3 separate regions of the Sus scrofa genome follow, and regions 1 and 2 are each linked to region 3. The links are chromatin contacts, called in public Hi-C maps. All regions are on one chromosome and are shown on one strand. The core of a region is the stretch at or near the end of the contact, and the rest is flanking DNA. Distances in the headings are between cores, read along the strand shown.

The links. Hi-C and Micro-C count contacts between places; a contact is called where the count stands out from the background.
Region 1: a Hi-C map of retroperitoneal adipose tissue shows a contact between it and region 3, with 2.0 times the contacts expected there. The contact joins two enhancer-like sites. A contact is called at or near these places in 1 of 5 promoter capture datasets (liver), 3 of 47 Hi-C or Micro-C datasets (heart right ventricle, liver and retroperitoneal adipose tissue) and 1 of 2 datasets of contacts at active chromatin or transcription factors (skeletal muscle).
Region 2: a contact with region 3 is called in a Hi-C map of retroperitoneal adipose tissue, with 2.0 times the contacts expected there. The contact joins two enhancer-like sites. A contact is called at or near these places in 2 of 5 promoter capture datasets (fetal skeletal muscle and liver), 7 of 47 Hi-C or Micro-C datasets (embryonic fibroblasts, fetal heart ventricle, mesenteric adipose tissue and 3 more) and 1 of 2 datasets of contacts at active chromatin or transcription factors (skeletal muscle).

What each region holds. Positions count from the first base shown.
Region 1 is chr4:125,292,080-125,296,665 of Sscrofa11.1, forward strand. TGFBR3 (transforming growth factor, beta receptor III) reads left to right here. Exons shown (of 18, transcript NM_214272.1): 16 at 2,826-2,861. Among named protein-coding and RNA genes, the nearest start is that of TGFBR3, 160 kb to the left of the region's middle. Within about 2 kb of position 2,957, at least 17 of the 83 cell types and tissues checked have an H3K27ac peak or open chromatin away from gene starts, as enhancers often do. A contact at or near this core is called in retroperitoneal adipose tissue, where this site is marked.
Region 2 is chr4:125,244,911-125,249,738 of Sscrofa11.1, forward strand. All of the region lies in intron 3 of TGFBR3 (transforming growth factor, beta receptor III), which reads left to right. Among named protein-coding and RNA genes, the nearest start is that of TGFBR3, 110 kb to the left of the region's middle. Within about 2 kb of position 2,766, at least 33 of the 83 cell types and tissues checked have an H3K27ac peak or open chromatin away from gene starts, as enhancers often do. A contact at or near this core is called in retroperitoneal adipose tissue, where this site is marked.
Region 3 is chr4:125,111,626-125,115,801 of Sscrofa11.1, forward strand. It overlaps a transcript of TGFBR3 not described here. Among named protein-coding and RNA genes, the nearest start is that of TGFBR3, 24 kb to the right of the region's middle. Within about 2 kb of position 1,741, at least 3 of the 83 cell types and tissues checked have an H3K27ac peak or open chromatin away from gene starts, as enhancers often do. A contact at or near this core is called in retroperitoneal adipose tissue, where this site is marked.

The DNA of each region.
Region 1 (4,586 bases), core at 1,707-4,206, 180 kb after region 3:
TGAAGCCATTAGGAATTTTAAAACAATTCCGTCTATCACAGAGGCCTTGCTGTAAAACCTACCTTCATACATATGTGCGGTCTTCTGGGGGGGGGGCATTATTTAAAAGCCTTGGGGGTTCTGAGTGCCAGGGTTTAGCTCTGGGTGCTTGTTTGGATGGAACGCTTCCCACAAGTGTGTGTATTTCTCGCATGAGGAACGCTAGAGAGACCTTTAAGTGCCTTTGAACTTAGTTCAGCCTATCAAACCACTACTTCTTGAAAAGAGGAGCATTTTGTGGCTAGAGACCCCTCCTTCATAGGACTCTTGGGAGTTTAAAATGAGAAAATGTAAGGGAAGCTTTTGTCGATTGTAAAACACTGTACGACTGTGCAAGTGTAAGGCGTCCCTGTTGTCACTTTCTTGCTGCCAACGAGGCAGTCTCTCGTGTGTGTTGTGTAGTTGGTGTGCGTTCTGCATTCTGAAAGAGACTTTCTTAAAAACACACAATCATTTTAGCTTTCTTAGTCATCTGATCTAAGTCTCACTTTCAGGTATCTCCTAATCCCAGGGCCACCACGCCGCACAACTCCAGGGGGCGCCATTCAATTGGCGTGGCTGTGATTCCTCTGCTGGCATTCCTTCCCCTAGAACTAGACCTGCTACCTCATGCTGCAGGAACGTTATCAACTAGCTGACACGGTTCATGCTGAGATTTCCAATCCCATCCGGCTTCTTTAGTTTTACAAACGTCCATTCAAATGCTGCAAGTTTGGGGTCAGTTTCTCACAAAGTCCTTTTGCTTCACTGTGGGTTCCAGCACAAGGTGTGTGTTCCTTCTTTACTGAAGGAAAACGGAGATGAAAAGAGACACTAAACACTTATCACTTTTAAACTCTCCAGAGCAGGGCAGGGGCTGTGCCAGGGCTCAGCACGCTCTTTCTATAAAGGGCCCGATGGTGAATATTTTCAGTGTGTGGCTTATGGAGTCCCTGCCTCAGCGATGTAGCTGCTGCTGCAGAATGAAAGCAGCCATGGAGGATATAGAAGGAGTGTCGTCATGTTCAAATAAAGTTTTACTTACGGAATTGATTTGAATTTCTTATAATTTTCGCATGTCATAAAATATTATTTTAGGAGTTCTCTTTGTGGCTCAGTGGTTAATGAACCCAACTAGGATCTATGAAGACGTGGGTTCATTCCGTGGCCTCGCTTAGTGGGTTAAGGATCTGGTGTTGCCATGAGCTGTGATGTAGGTCGTGCGGCTCAGATCCCTCATGGCTGTGGCTGCGGTGTAGACCAGCAGCTGTAGCTCCGATTTGACCCCTAGCCTGGGAACCTCCATGTGCTGCAAGTGTGGCCCTAAAAAGCAAAATAATAATAGTATTTTGATTTTTTTCAGTGACTTAAAAATATAGAAGTTATCTGTAGTTCACTTATACAGAACTAAGTGGTAGGCAATGCCCTGCTCCCCCTGGTCTGTGACGTTCTCAGCGTTGAGGGTGGCCCGTGGCACGTAGCTGTGCCCAAGGTGCTTCTCCACTGGCGCTTCCCCAGCTAAGGACAGAATGACACTCCCAGCCAGTTTCGAGGCAGAATCTGGAATCTTGGGTCAGGCCCGCCCTGATGCTTCCCAGCTGTGACCTTGGGCTAAGTCCCACAACGGTCTCAAGCTGCTCGTTTGTAAAATGGTGATAAGGCTTCTTGCCCTGCCTCCCGCGGGGGTGGCTGAAAGCTCAGATGAGATCAAGCCCACTGTCTGAGCACAAAAGCTTTATGTAGAAATGGAAAGCACGCAGGCATTTTCATACTGTCTCATTCCAAACTTCCTCCGCTGCCTCCATGTTCAAAAAGTGCATCAGTCTAATCCTCCTTCACCCTGCATTTCTGGGAAGGCTGTTCTGTGCCAGGCTGAGTCCTGAGGCCACGCAAATGAGAAAGAAGCGAGAGAATCCCGGTGTGACGCTAGATGAAGGTGCATCTCTAACAGAGAGGGAGGGCGCCAGCAGAACTGGGGAGACTTGCCCTGCTGGGTGGCACCAGGTGGGGTGATGGGAGCGCCAGAGATGCCCTCCCCGGGAAAATGCCAATGGAGCAGGTCTCGGGGGTGGCTTGGAACTTGCAAGGACATGGAACTGCTTGGACAGTGGGGGGACTTCACCATGAGGAGCCCGGCCTGGGCGAGGAAGCCAATAGCAAGGGTGGCTGGAGAGCGGTGGGCAGAGGGAGGCAGACCTGGGTGCGGGCTCGAGCTGGACTTTTTCCCCATAAATGAAGGGAAGTCATTGAGCGGTTTAATCTGGGCAGCAGCATAGTCAGCTCTGGGCTCGGAAAAGTCAGCAGTAGTGGAGAAAGGACACCAGGCAGAAAAGGCTGTGAGGGTGCAGATGTGCCGCGAGAAGCCGAACCAGCGCACGACAGCACGGCGGTGGGAGAATGAAGACACTTAGAGCCCTCGGGTGCCTTCACATAAGACTTTTTTGAAAGTGGAGTAATATTGAAAACACTGGGGAAACACAGTATTTCAAGGTAGGGGACCCTTTTGTAAATCAATATAAAGGCATGTCCCCATGCACGAATTACCAGACTCCGATGCCTTAGGTTGAGGCATTTGCCTTCAGAAATCAAGCTGGAGAAACCAAGGACAGGGCTTAAAATTTCTGAGTCCTCCCTGGTGCAGTCTTTATATCCAAAGATGACCACTGAGTATTCCTAACAAACAGAAGTCTTACCAACCGAGGAGTGTCAGCCTCTGCTGCAATGTGGATAACCTTTTACTTAAAAACTCAGTTCCTTTGAAAAAAAATCAGAACGCATCGTGATTTATGTTTTTGTTTCAGAAACAGGTCCAAGCACGAAGGAATCGAATCCAATTTCTCCACGTAAGTCTTTATGCAACTGTTTCGAAATAAAGCCTCCTGGGCTTTCATAAGAATGAGTTGGTTATGGAACGTTCGCCAGACTTGGAGGTTTGATAAGGAGACTTCTGCTCTCATTCTCTCTCACTCCCCCCCTTTTTTTCCTCCTCCTTTCTTTCTCCCTTCCTCTAACCTTCCTTCGTTCTTCTTTTCTCCTCTCTACCTTTGCCATTTTTAAAGATGAGCACGTGTGGACCCATGGCTGTGTGTCACCTTCATGGGAAGGGAGTGAATTTCTTAGTCTTAGAGAGACAAGGTCATGATGGGCCATCCTTACATGGGTTGCGACCTGAATGCATTACACAGAGCCATGGGACTGTTGCGCTTTGTGTCATTAAGGATTTCTAGCTGCTCGGAGGAGAGGCTAACGGAGCCCGTGGCTATACCTTAAGACAACCACGAGTCCCAGGGGTGTGGAGAGAGGGCTTCTAAGACCAAAGGAGCGACCAGCTGCAACAAAATGATACGCTGGAGATGATCTGGGCCAGGTTCATTTCTCTCCGCAGAAGAGCACTCTGACCCAGAAGTACTGAAGTGATTTCCCTATGGTTATGACTGGCCCTGAGGCAGGGCTAGAATCTGGGCTTTCTGGCTGCACGCCCAGAGCTCTTCCAGATAATGTTGCCTCGTTTTTTTTCTTCTCTAGGACTTTCCGGATTAGTCTCCATGGCTGACCCCATCCCGTACACATAGTGGGCAGTCTGGAGAGTTCCTTCATGCTGAGTGCCTCATCACCCATTCTCTGAAGTATATTCTTCCGCAGTATCATGGGGCGGTCTTGTGAACCCTGAAAGAGATGCCTGAGGGCACCTTCTTCCGTAGTCGCCAATCCGAGTCTCGGGGTTGACACCTGCGTCTGCAGACATTTAGAAAGTCTTCCCCAGAAACTTGTCATCATGACCCACTTCTGTGCCTGTAGACTGGGAAGACAAGTCCTCTTTTAATCCCTGTCCTGCAGACTCGATTAAATGAGACGGAAGGCTTGGGTCATCTTCACCTCCGTGGAGTCTTCCCAAGCTTCCTCCCTCTGAAGACTCCAACGCCTTTTGGATGCAGCAGGTGCAACAGGGCTGTCCCTTTTGCTAGAAGTCAAATGAACACCAGAGGGCACGGGGCTGGAAGCGTAGGGACCAGAACTTGGGGATGTGGATCCCCCAGAATCTTCTCCGAATCCTCCTTTCCCGAAGGAGAGCCTCTGAGCGCTGGCGCTGCTCGGGGCTCAGACTTGTCTCCAGCTGGGTCCTCCACGCAGAGCTGAGAGGCAGAGGGATGGCGTTCGCCGAGAGATCAGCTGGAGCCCCTCCGATGAGCGGAGAGGACGCAGACACAGGGTGGAAACAACGGAGATGCTGCCCCCCCATTTCCCTGACGGGAGAGAGAGACCTTAGAAATTCTACTCCCCCGAGAACCTCGCTCCCTTGGAAACGGGTTTTTCCTTTTTATAAGTGATTCAAAGAAAGTAGCTCTCTTAAACGAAAGGAAATGTTTTATTTCTGTGCCTGGAATTAATTTCACATGCAAAAACCTTTGCCAAATGGAGGAACAATTGGTTCTATTTATGTTTTGCTGACCATAAAATTGACATCGCTCCCCACTGAGAAATATTTCCGTTCTCCTCCTAGCAAGAGCAGGGTTGGAAAAAAAAAAGTGTTAAAAAGCAGCTTGTGACACAATAGGTGGCTGTCGAGA
Region 2 (4,828 bases), core at 1,516-4,015, 130 kb after region 3:
GATGTGGGTTTGGCCCCTGGCCCCACTCAGTGGGTTAAGGATCCAGCATTGCTGTGAGCTGTGGTGTTGGTTGCAGATGTGACTCGGATCCTGCGTTGCTGTGGCTGTGGTGTAGACTGGCAGCTGCAGCTCCAATTCGACCCCAGCCTGGGAACCTCCAGATGCTACTACAGGTGTGGCTCTAAAAAGCAAGCAAACAAACAAAAATCCTACTCTCCCTGTCGTGTTGAAACTACAAGGAACACTCTCTTAGATGGATCATCTAAGCTTATTTTTATTTCTGCAATTATTTCCACATTGAAGAAAAGGTGGCGTAGCTTAACTGTGCAATAGATGTCTGAACTTTTAACCTGAGTTTGCTAAAAAAAAAAAAAAAAAGGCTGGGAAGAACCACAATACTAGGTTGCCTTTAAAACATGCTACAGTTTGAATAGGTATTTCTCCAAAGGAATAACACAAATGGCCAATAAACACATGAAAAGATGCTCAATATCATTAGTTGTTAGGAAAATGCAAATTAAAACCACAATGAGCTGCCACTTCACACCCACTAGAATGGCTGTGATAAAAAAGGCAGATAATACCAAGTGGCATCAAGGATGTGGGGAATTTGAGCTCTTAGATGTTGCTTCTGGGAAAGTAAATAGCGCTTTGGAAAGCAATTGGGCAGAGCATGCGTCCATAGAAAAACTTATGTTTTTCTAACACATGTGCACAAATATTCATAACAGCATTAGTCATAATAATCAAAAAGTGCAAATAACGCAGATGTCTATAGGCGGATGAATGGATAAAAAAAGTGGTATGCCCATGAGATAAAATATTATTTGGCCATTAAAAGGAATGAAGTGCTGATACCTACCACAACAGGGGTGAATCTTGAAAACATCATGAATAAAAGAAATCAAACACAAGAGGCCACACTGTGTATGATGCCATTTATCTGAAATGGCCAAAACAGGCAAGTCTGCAGAGACGGAAAGTGGGCGAGTAGTTGCCAAAGGCTGGTGGCAGGAGATAATAAGGATTGACCATTAATGGTGTGGCATTTCTTTGGGGGGTGATGAACATGGCCTGGAATTAGGTAATGGTGCTGATGATCACAATTATAAATGTACCACTAAAAACACTGAATCCTGCAGTTTAAAAGTGACTGCTAATGCTAGCTCAATGAAGTGAATGAAAATGTATGATTTTGTGTCTGTAATTTATGTAATATAATTATAGTAAGGTTGACATATCTCAACTTGCTGCAGCCTTCTTTTCAACAGTGATGTGAAATCAATGAACCCAATTTTAAAATCTTTCTACTTCATTCCATGATTTTTTTAAAAAAAAATCTTGCTTGCTTTGTATTACAAACCTGAGCACACTCTCCTGCAAGGGTTACAGACTTATAGTCCTGGGACAAGCAGAAATTCGCAAGCTGAGGCCCTAATGCCTGGCTTCTAATAACAAGAAAGGCGTCATCCCGGGACCCTGACAGCCTTTTCACGTCAGGCTTGTTGCTGTGCCTGCTCGTGAGGGAAAAAGGTGTTTTTAAGATTAGCGGAAATCTCAAGATGTAAGCCACAGCTTCTTCCAACCTCATTCGCTCTTGGGACTTCTGTGCTGCGATTACTGTTTTTCAGCCACTTAGCAGTAAAATCAGGAAAGAAATTATGCAGATGTGTGTGTCGGAGTGAAGGTGGGGGGCTGAAGGAGATGCTGGCCTGCAAGGCCGAGTTTCCAATATGTGGGGCATATCTGTACTCAAAACGTATTCAGTGTTTACCTAAAATTCAAATTTAACTAAGTGTCCTATATCTTATCTGGTAGTTCCACCCAGAGGAAGCTCAGATTTTTGTTTCTAGTTCACACTCTGGCCTGGGTGTCAGGAGGCCCAAGCACTAGTTGGTTCTGCCACTAAGTAGTTATATTTCAATCACTGGACTAGTCTCGGCTCTGCCACTAAGTAGATATGCTCCCATTGCTGGACTAGTCTTGGTTCTGCTCCTAGCTAGTTACACTCCGATCACTGGACTAGCCTTGGTTCTGTCCCTAAGTAGTTATACTTCAATCTCTGGACTAGTCTTGGTTCTGCCCCTAACTAGTTAGGCTTCAGTCACAGGACAAAGTCACTTAACTCCCCAGGCCTCAGCTTCCTCATCTCTAAATCGAGGTGCTGGTACCACTCAGTCTCTCGAGTTCCTCCCAAACTCTCGTTCTTTGATAGTACAACTGCTAGATATTAGAGCCCCGTTTAATTGGAAACAGAAAATGGCAAATCTGAATGTTGCCTCTTCAGCAAATCCAAGTAAATACCAGGGCAGGGCCACTGAAATAAATGAGAGAAACTGAACTCTCTGCTTTTGGCTTAGGATTAAAAACAAATAAAAATTTAATCCTAATGAAAAATGTAAATTAATACCAGGAACAAGCTTAATATTTAAAGCCTCGTTTTGTGTTTCTGAGCGGGGTGGCTGGGTGGGTGAAGCAGCTGAGGTTGCCAAAGTCGGTCTGTTCCTTTTACTTAAACTTGGGGAGAAAAAGGGCCAAATATTTTGGGCCCCTGCCACCAAACCACAGGCAGTTCTCTGGTCTGCACTGCAGTTTGGATGCCTGACAAGGCTCAGTGAAAAACAAGTGCTATTTGTTTTCCTGTGCCCAGTATTTAACTGGAAATCAGAAGGCCAAATTTCCAATCAGTTGTTAAATAGCCCCAGATGTGTGCTTAGCGCGGCTCTAGGAAGGGCCACGCACGCCCGCACCACCGCGCATGCCCACAGCCTCCTTTCCTGAATCCAAGGGATGTGTGGCTGCGCGCTGAGCGTCCAGGATGCCCTCGCAAGAACTCAGACATTCAAGTTTGCTTGTAGAGGAGGGAACTTTAAAATTTTGTCCTGAATTCTCTCCTGGGCTGCATTTAAACACCCGGGAATGCTTTTTTTCTTTTCGAATTTCCTCCTTTCCGTCGTTCGGCCGTTCCCCGCCCCCGTGGAGGACAGCGTGGCGTGCGCGCCCCTGGTGTGATGGGTGGTTTCCGCCTCTACCTGTGCATTCCCCGCCTCCGCCAGTTTCCGGTGCCCGCAGGACCCTGGGCGCTGCGCTGACCGGGGGCTCCAGGTTGCAGGGGGCTGCTGGATCGCCTGTCCTGAGGGGCTGCCTGTGATCTGGGAGAGATGGTTACAGATCGGAAGTCCACTGGATCCTGAAATTGGAGACAGTCCTATTCCACGTGCAGCCAGGGCAGCTCCCTCTGGGGTGAGGGAGGAGCACTGCGTGGTAGCTGGTCAGGGTTGCAGCCGGGCATGGCTTTGGGGCTCAACCAGAAGGGGCATCCGTGTGTACCCGGAGTCTGGTTGTAACATTTTGGATTTTCCCGTGAGGTCTTTCCCCAAATAAATGCTCTCTTAAAAAAAGGCAGATGAAATCTAAACGTTTCAAGATTGGTTCTTCGTTTTTCTTTTTTAAAAACGTCTCTTGTGGAATGACTCACTGTGCTCTGTGGGATGATCTGAGTGGTTGTGTACCGGGCAGTTTTGCTCCAGAGGCTGCTTATCTGTTGGTTTTGTGGCTTGTCCATAAGAGCCTTAATTATAAGGGGCTTGATCCTCTCATGAACTAGGGTCAGTCAACTACCCGACTTCCTAGGAGCGAGTTTCTGGCTCTTTTGTGGTGAGAGCTCTTCCTAAATGTCACTGTGGTAATTAGCACCTTGGAAAGAGGCCAGTTTCAGCTGGTAATTCTGGTCCAGAAAGAGTTTTCGAAAGCCTTGCTAGAATTTATCCTAAGCGGTTGTATGAAAGCTGGGAAATGTTGCCAGAGAGTGGCCCCCTGGCCCTACGAGGCTTCCTGGGCGTGTTCTTCCAAATCAAGACGTCCTGTCCTGAAGGGTTCATAGACTTTTCCTGCCTCTGCTGGACGTGCTGGGTCACGTCTGTGTGGGGGAAGGTTGGTGTTGCTTTGTGTCGAATCCCTGCTGTCCTTTAAGGCTTTACTGGGTAAGGCTGATCTGGTAATCTGATGAATCTGCCCTTCCCAAGCCTTGGGCAATTGCATCAGATGTTCCGTCTCTGGTGTCCTTGGTTAATGTGGTGGGCAGCCTCCAGAGAGCCGTTTGGTCGAAAAAGCAAGTGTTTTGTTAAGGAAGGTGGCAGGGTATTTTTCCATGCCGTGGGATGGAGGAAATCTGTCTCCTGGGAAAGGCTCCTTTGCTTCCGTGACAGTCATTTTGATTTTCCTCTGTGCTTCCATTCCCGTTCTCCTCCGCTTTCACCGGGACGACTCCTCCCTCCAGCTGCTGGGGAAGCAGGGGGCAGAGAGAAGGAAAACCACCCTTGGAGAGACTCTGTCCAGAAGCAGAGAAGGCACAGCCCTGCTCCGCCTGCCTGCTTCCCTGGTCACTCTCGTAAAAGCTGGGCTCCTATTGCGTGGTTTCTGGCATCCTGCAGATGCGGTTGAATGGGCACTCGTTCCTTGCTAATGTTACGCAACGGGGCTGACCCTACCTCTCGGAGCCCCGTTTGCCTCAGTCAGATGCGAGGGCTCAGAATCCACGAAGCGTGCCCCACGTGGAAGCCCCCTTTTTATGGTTTCTTCTTCAGGATTCGACTAAGCCAGGGTCCGGGGCCCTCTTATCTATCCTGCTCTACAGATTCCTTGAGTTTAGCAGCGACTGCTCCCTGCAGCTAGAGTAGAAAGAGCTCCAGGGTGAGAAATGAGGTGTTGGGGTCTGTTGTCAGCCCTGCTTTCTGCCAATGCTGTGCCCCAGGCAGGTCCTTGAGCCTCTCCGAGCCTCAGTTTCCTTGTCTGTAAGTGGAACACAGACTGTTCCGCCTTGGCAAAG
Region 3 (4,176 bases), core at 491-2,990:
TACTGTCCTCGGGCCTTATGGACACTGAACCGGGACCCCAACTCTGGCAAAAACACTATTAGTGGACCGATTTTTTTAGACAAGACTCTAGAGTTTAGTTACTTGCCCAGGCTATTACACAGCTGTTCTGACTTGGGAAGCCCGGCTCAGACACTCAGCCGAGAACAGCAAGTGCAGTCCGATTCGTGTGCAGCAAATCCCAGCATCTTCTCCCGTCTTCAGCTCCTTTAAGGTGAACCCATCGCTTGGAAAGCACATCAGGTGTCTGAGATTAATTTAGGTGAGCTACCCATGCCGGGTGGGGTCAAATTCTGGCGCCCCTGAAACTGACTCCAAGTAATTGTAAATAGAACTCTGATTTGGAGTAACTAATTTGGATCTTTAATCTTCTTTTCTTTTATTAATTCTCCAGACATTGTTGGTCAGTGTTACTTGGCTTCCTTAGGAAACAGCTTGGGGTTGGCACAGAAGGCAGGGAAATAATTCTTACCCTCTTAAGGGCTATTAAAATGAAATTGATTTCATGCCATTGTGTCAGTTAAAGGATGTTGCTCTGTTTCTTGATGTTCTCTGCTTTTGGCTTTCATTCTGCATTGTTTAGTGTTTCAAGGCTTCAGCATAGTTTCAGCCCTTTAGTTTGTCTTTGTCATTTGTCAACTTTAATTTTTCCTGTTTTGATGGAATCTGACCATCACATGGCAGCTTTGCCTCACAACTGTTGATCCAGCTCATGTTTTTAAGCATTAAAATCACCAACTTACTTGTGAACCCCAGCTCCTCAAAGGCAACCCCTGGGGAATTCATTGTTATTTTGAATATTAGCCAATAGGGGGAGCATAACACATTACCTATTGATATCTGTTAGGCACCCAAATCAGTTTTTATAGAGTATTAAACATACATTTCAGAAGGGGAACCTGTTGTGGTTTTATCTAGCAAAATAACCAAGTTGCTTTTTGAGTTGACTTTGGAGAACTGGGTGTAATTTCAACTCATTATCGTAAGAATGACTTTTTGAGGACAGAGCCTACGTGGTGGATATGTGTCCAGAGCTCTGGTGCCGGGACAGATGTTAAATACACATACCGTTTATTTCCATTTGTTTTCCTTAGGAGGTGTAGGTCAAATAATTTTGTGTCCTTTGGGTAATATTTCAAATTATCTTGGAGAACTGGGAGTCCAGAGAGAGCCTTCGTAACTCCTTTTGCAATGGCCCTCGTTGGCCTCGTGTAGAAAGTCGGATGGAGTGAGTCTGTTCTGGGGAGGTGGAGGGTGGTGGGCTCACCATCCTGTCATCATTTTTCATTAACATCTGATTGCAAGACACGAAGGGATTGTTATTTTGAGTAACAGCGTGTCTACTCCGGTGCCTTCTTCACAGGCTTATATTTTAGTGTAGTAACAGGTCAGAGGTATCATATTTGCTTAGTATAGATGCATGTCTACCGATAAAGATATAAACAATATTTAGGAATGAGCATGCTTGGAAAAACAGTTAAATTGGCTTTTAAAAAAGGTTTTCAATCTTTGTCTACAGTTTTGTAGGCCAGTTTCCTTTCTTGTTTCTAGAATATCAGGTAGTATGGATTTAAGTTCCATTTACCAAGTGAGAGTCAAGTGGATCCTATGTTAAAATAACTTTCAAATTGAGTCTCTTCTTTCTTAACCTCAACATGGCACTTATACATCCGAGTGGCATTTTATTTGGGGTCTAATTTAGGCTTCCATGCTCTCCTCTGGCTTGCTTATTGAGCAAACATTTATCAACCCCCAACACCTTAATAGGCTTAAGGGCCCTGCTCTTGGGAGTTTGGCACATTAGCAGCCCTGTTCCAGGCCCCTGCTAGCAGCTGGCTAAGATGCCTTAGGGCTTAGGACAGCCTTTACACAGGGCCAAAATGGGTTTGCTTAAAGGAAAGTATTGTCGGAGATCCCACTGTGGCTCGGTGGTTAATGAATCCGACTAGGAACCACAAGGTTGCGGGTTCGATCCCTGGCCTTGTTCAGTGGGCCAAGGATCTGGCATTGCCATGAGCTGTGGGGCTCGAATCCTGCGTTGCTGTGACTGTGGCGTAGGCTGGCAGCTACAGCTCCGATTGGACCCCTAGCCTGGGAACCTCCATATGCCCCGGGAGCAGCCCTAGAAAAGGCAAAAAGACCAAAAAAAAAAAAAAATATATATATATATAATTTCCTTTATATACATATATATATATATATATATATAGTCTTTTGGAGACTCAAAGGAATTAACCTTTCTTTTTTACATGCAAACTTGATGGTATCTTGTAAAAGTCCGGGGCTCTGGCTTTTCTGAGAGCCTCGTCTGGGCCTAAGCACCCCAGGAACTCAGATGTCCTTTGAGCACCAAGAAAGAAGGCGATTGCTGCTGACTTCTTTAGTGCCTAAGTGATGACCAAGTTCCTGGGATCATAAATTTGTAGAAATTTCTGACTCTGCATTGTAAGCTTCACAGACAGAACAGGTAACATTTAGGGGATGACTGGTAAGTATTAACATTTTTTGCTGTAATATTTGTCCTGGATGAATTTGCTTTGTGGTCATTTTGAATTACCCCTGTTCTTGAGAATCCAGTTTGAAACTGTATTTGTTTTCCTCCATTGCTGTTGGATGGAGACTAATTGTAACTGTCAGGTTCATTAGTTAATGAGGACAGTCCTCATTTTTTTTTTCTTTTTTGTACTCTTAACCGTTATTTAAAAGGTGATTTTATTGCTGTTGCAGTCCGTCCCCTGGAGTGTTTTTCTTATAATTTTAAACTTCTTTTGGAATTGTGGAACTTAAAAAATGTTAACTCCGTTTTGAACTTTGCATGATTCAAGTTAGATAATGTTTTTCAGGAGTCTTTAACTTCAAGGCAGTCTTGTGTTGCCTCTAGGCACATGTACGGTTTGGAATATAAAAGAGTGAATCTAGGGCGCTGGGGGCCTTGGAAGGAAATTAGTGCACCAAGACCCAGGGCAGTCATTTCTCTGGTGCCACATCTTCAGAGGAACTCTTGGGATGATGGCATTGTCTTTTTGTAGCTTTGCATAAAGCACAAGCTATTGTTAATTTGTTGGGTCTCTAGTCAAGCTGAAATAAGTCAACACAGCTTGGAAGTGCCTTACGAAATAGGATTTGGGTCCGTTTCCTGGGCTCTGTCCATTTCTAAAGTTCTTGTTTTAGATCTTTTGAAATAGCACATTTGTTTGTTAACTGACATGGAGATTTATTTTCTCTGTTTGCAAAGTCTTAAGATTGAGCACAGATTTCCAAGCAGAGCATTCTTCCTTCTCTTAGAGCGCAATTGCTTTTATCTCTCAACCAAAACGTGTGCAATCTTGAACCTTGAAGCAACATTCATGAAAGTTTGCATGAGGCCACACCCACTTGGATCTTATCCTGTGAACATCAAGACCTAATGGGGAGTTCCCGTTGTGGCTCAGTGGAAACGAATCTGACTAGCATCCATGAGGACACGGGTTCGATCCCTGGCCTCGCTCAGTGGACTAAGGATCCGGCATTGCCACAAGCTGCAGCGTAGGTCGAAGTTGTGGCTCGGATCTGGTGTTGCTGTGGCTGTGGTGTAGACCGGCAGTGGTAGCTCTCATTGGACCCCTAGCCTGGGAACTTCCATGTGGTGCAGGTGTGACCCTAAAAAGACAAAAATAAATAAATAAAATAAATAAATAAATAAATAAATAAATAAATAAAAGACTTCATGGGCTGACATTTAGGGGGATAAGGGATGGAGACCCTGTTTAAAATTGAGATTATCCCTGAAGGTCTGAGCTTGGGCTTCAGAAGCTGCCCTCAGGCCATCCTCATATCTCCTGCTCAAAATAATTATAGGAAGAAAAAAAAAAATGTCTCTTTTTTGGTGCTCCTTTAATGCTAAAAGTTTCAGGTCTGGGACTGGGACTCTGAGTGCTATGTAGAGCCTGGTAGAGTTAATTTTTAGGATTTAATGTTAGATTGTTGCCACGATAACAATTTAGAATTGAGTCTGAAATGTCAGCTCTATCTTCACTTTAAGAAAAAGGATAGTACTATGATATCACTTATATGTGGGATCCAAAATATCATATAAATGAACTTACAAAACAAAAACAGACTCACAGACATAGAAAACAAATTTATGGTCACCAAAGGGTAAAGGAGGTGGGGGATCTT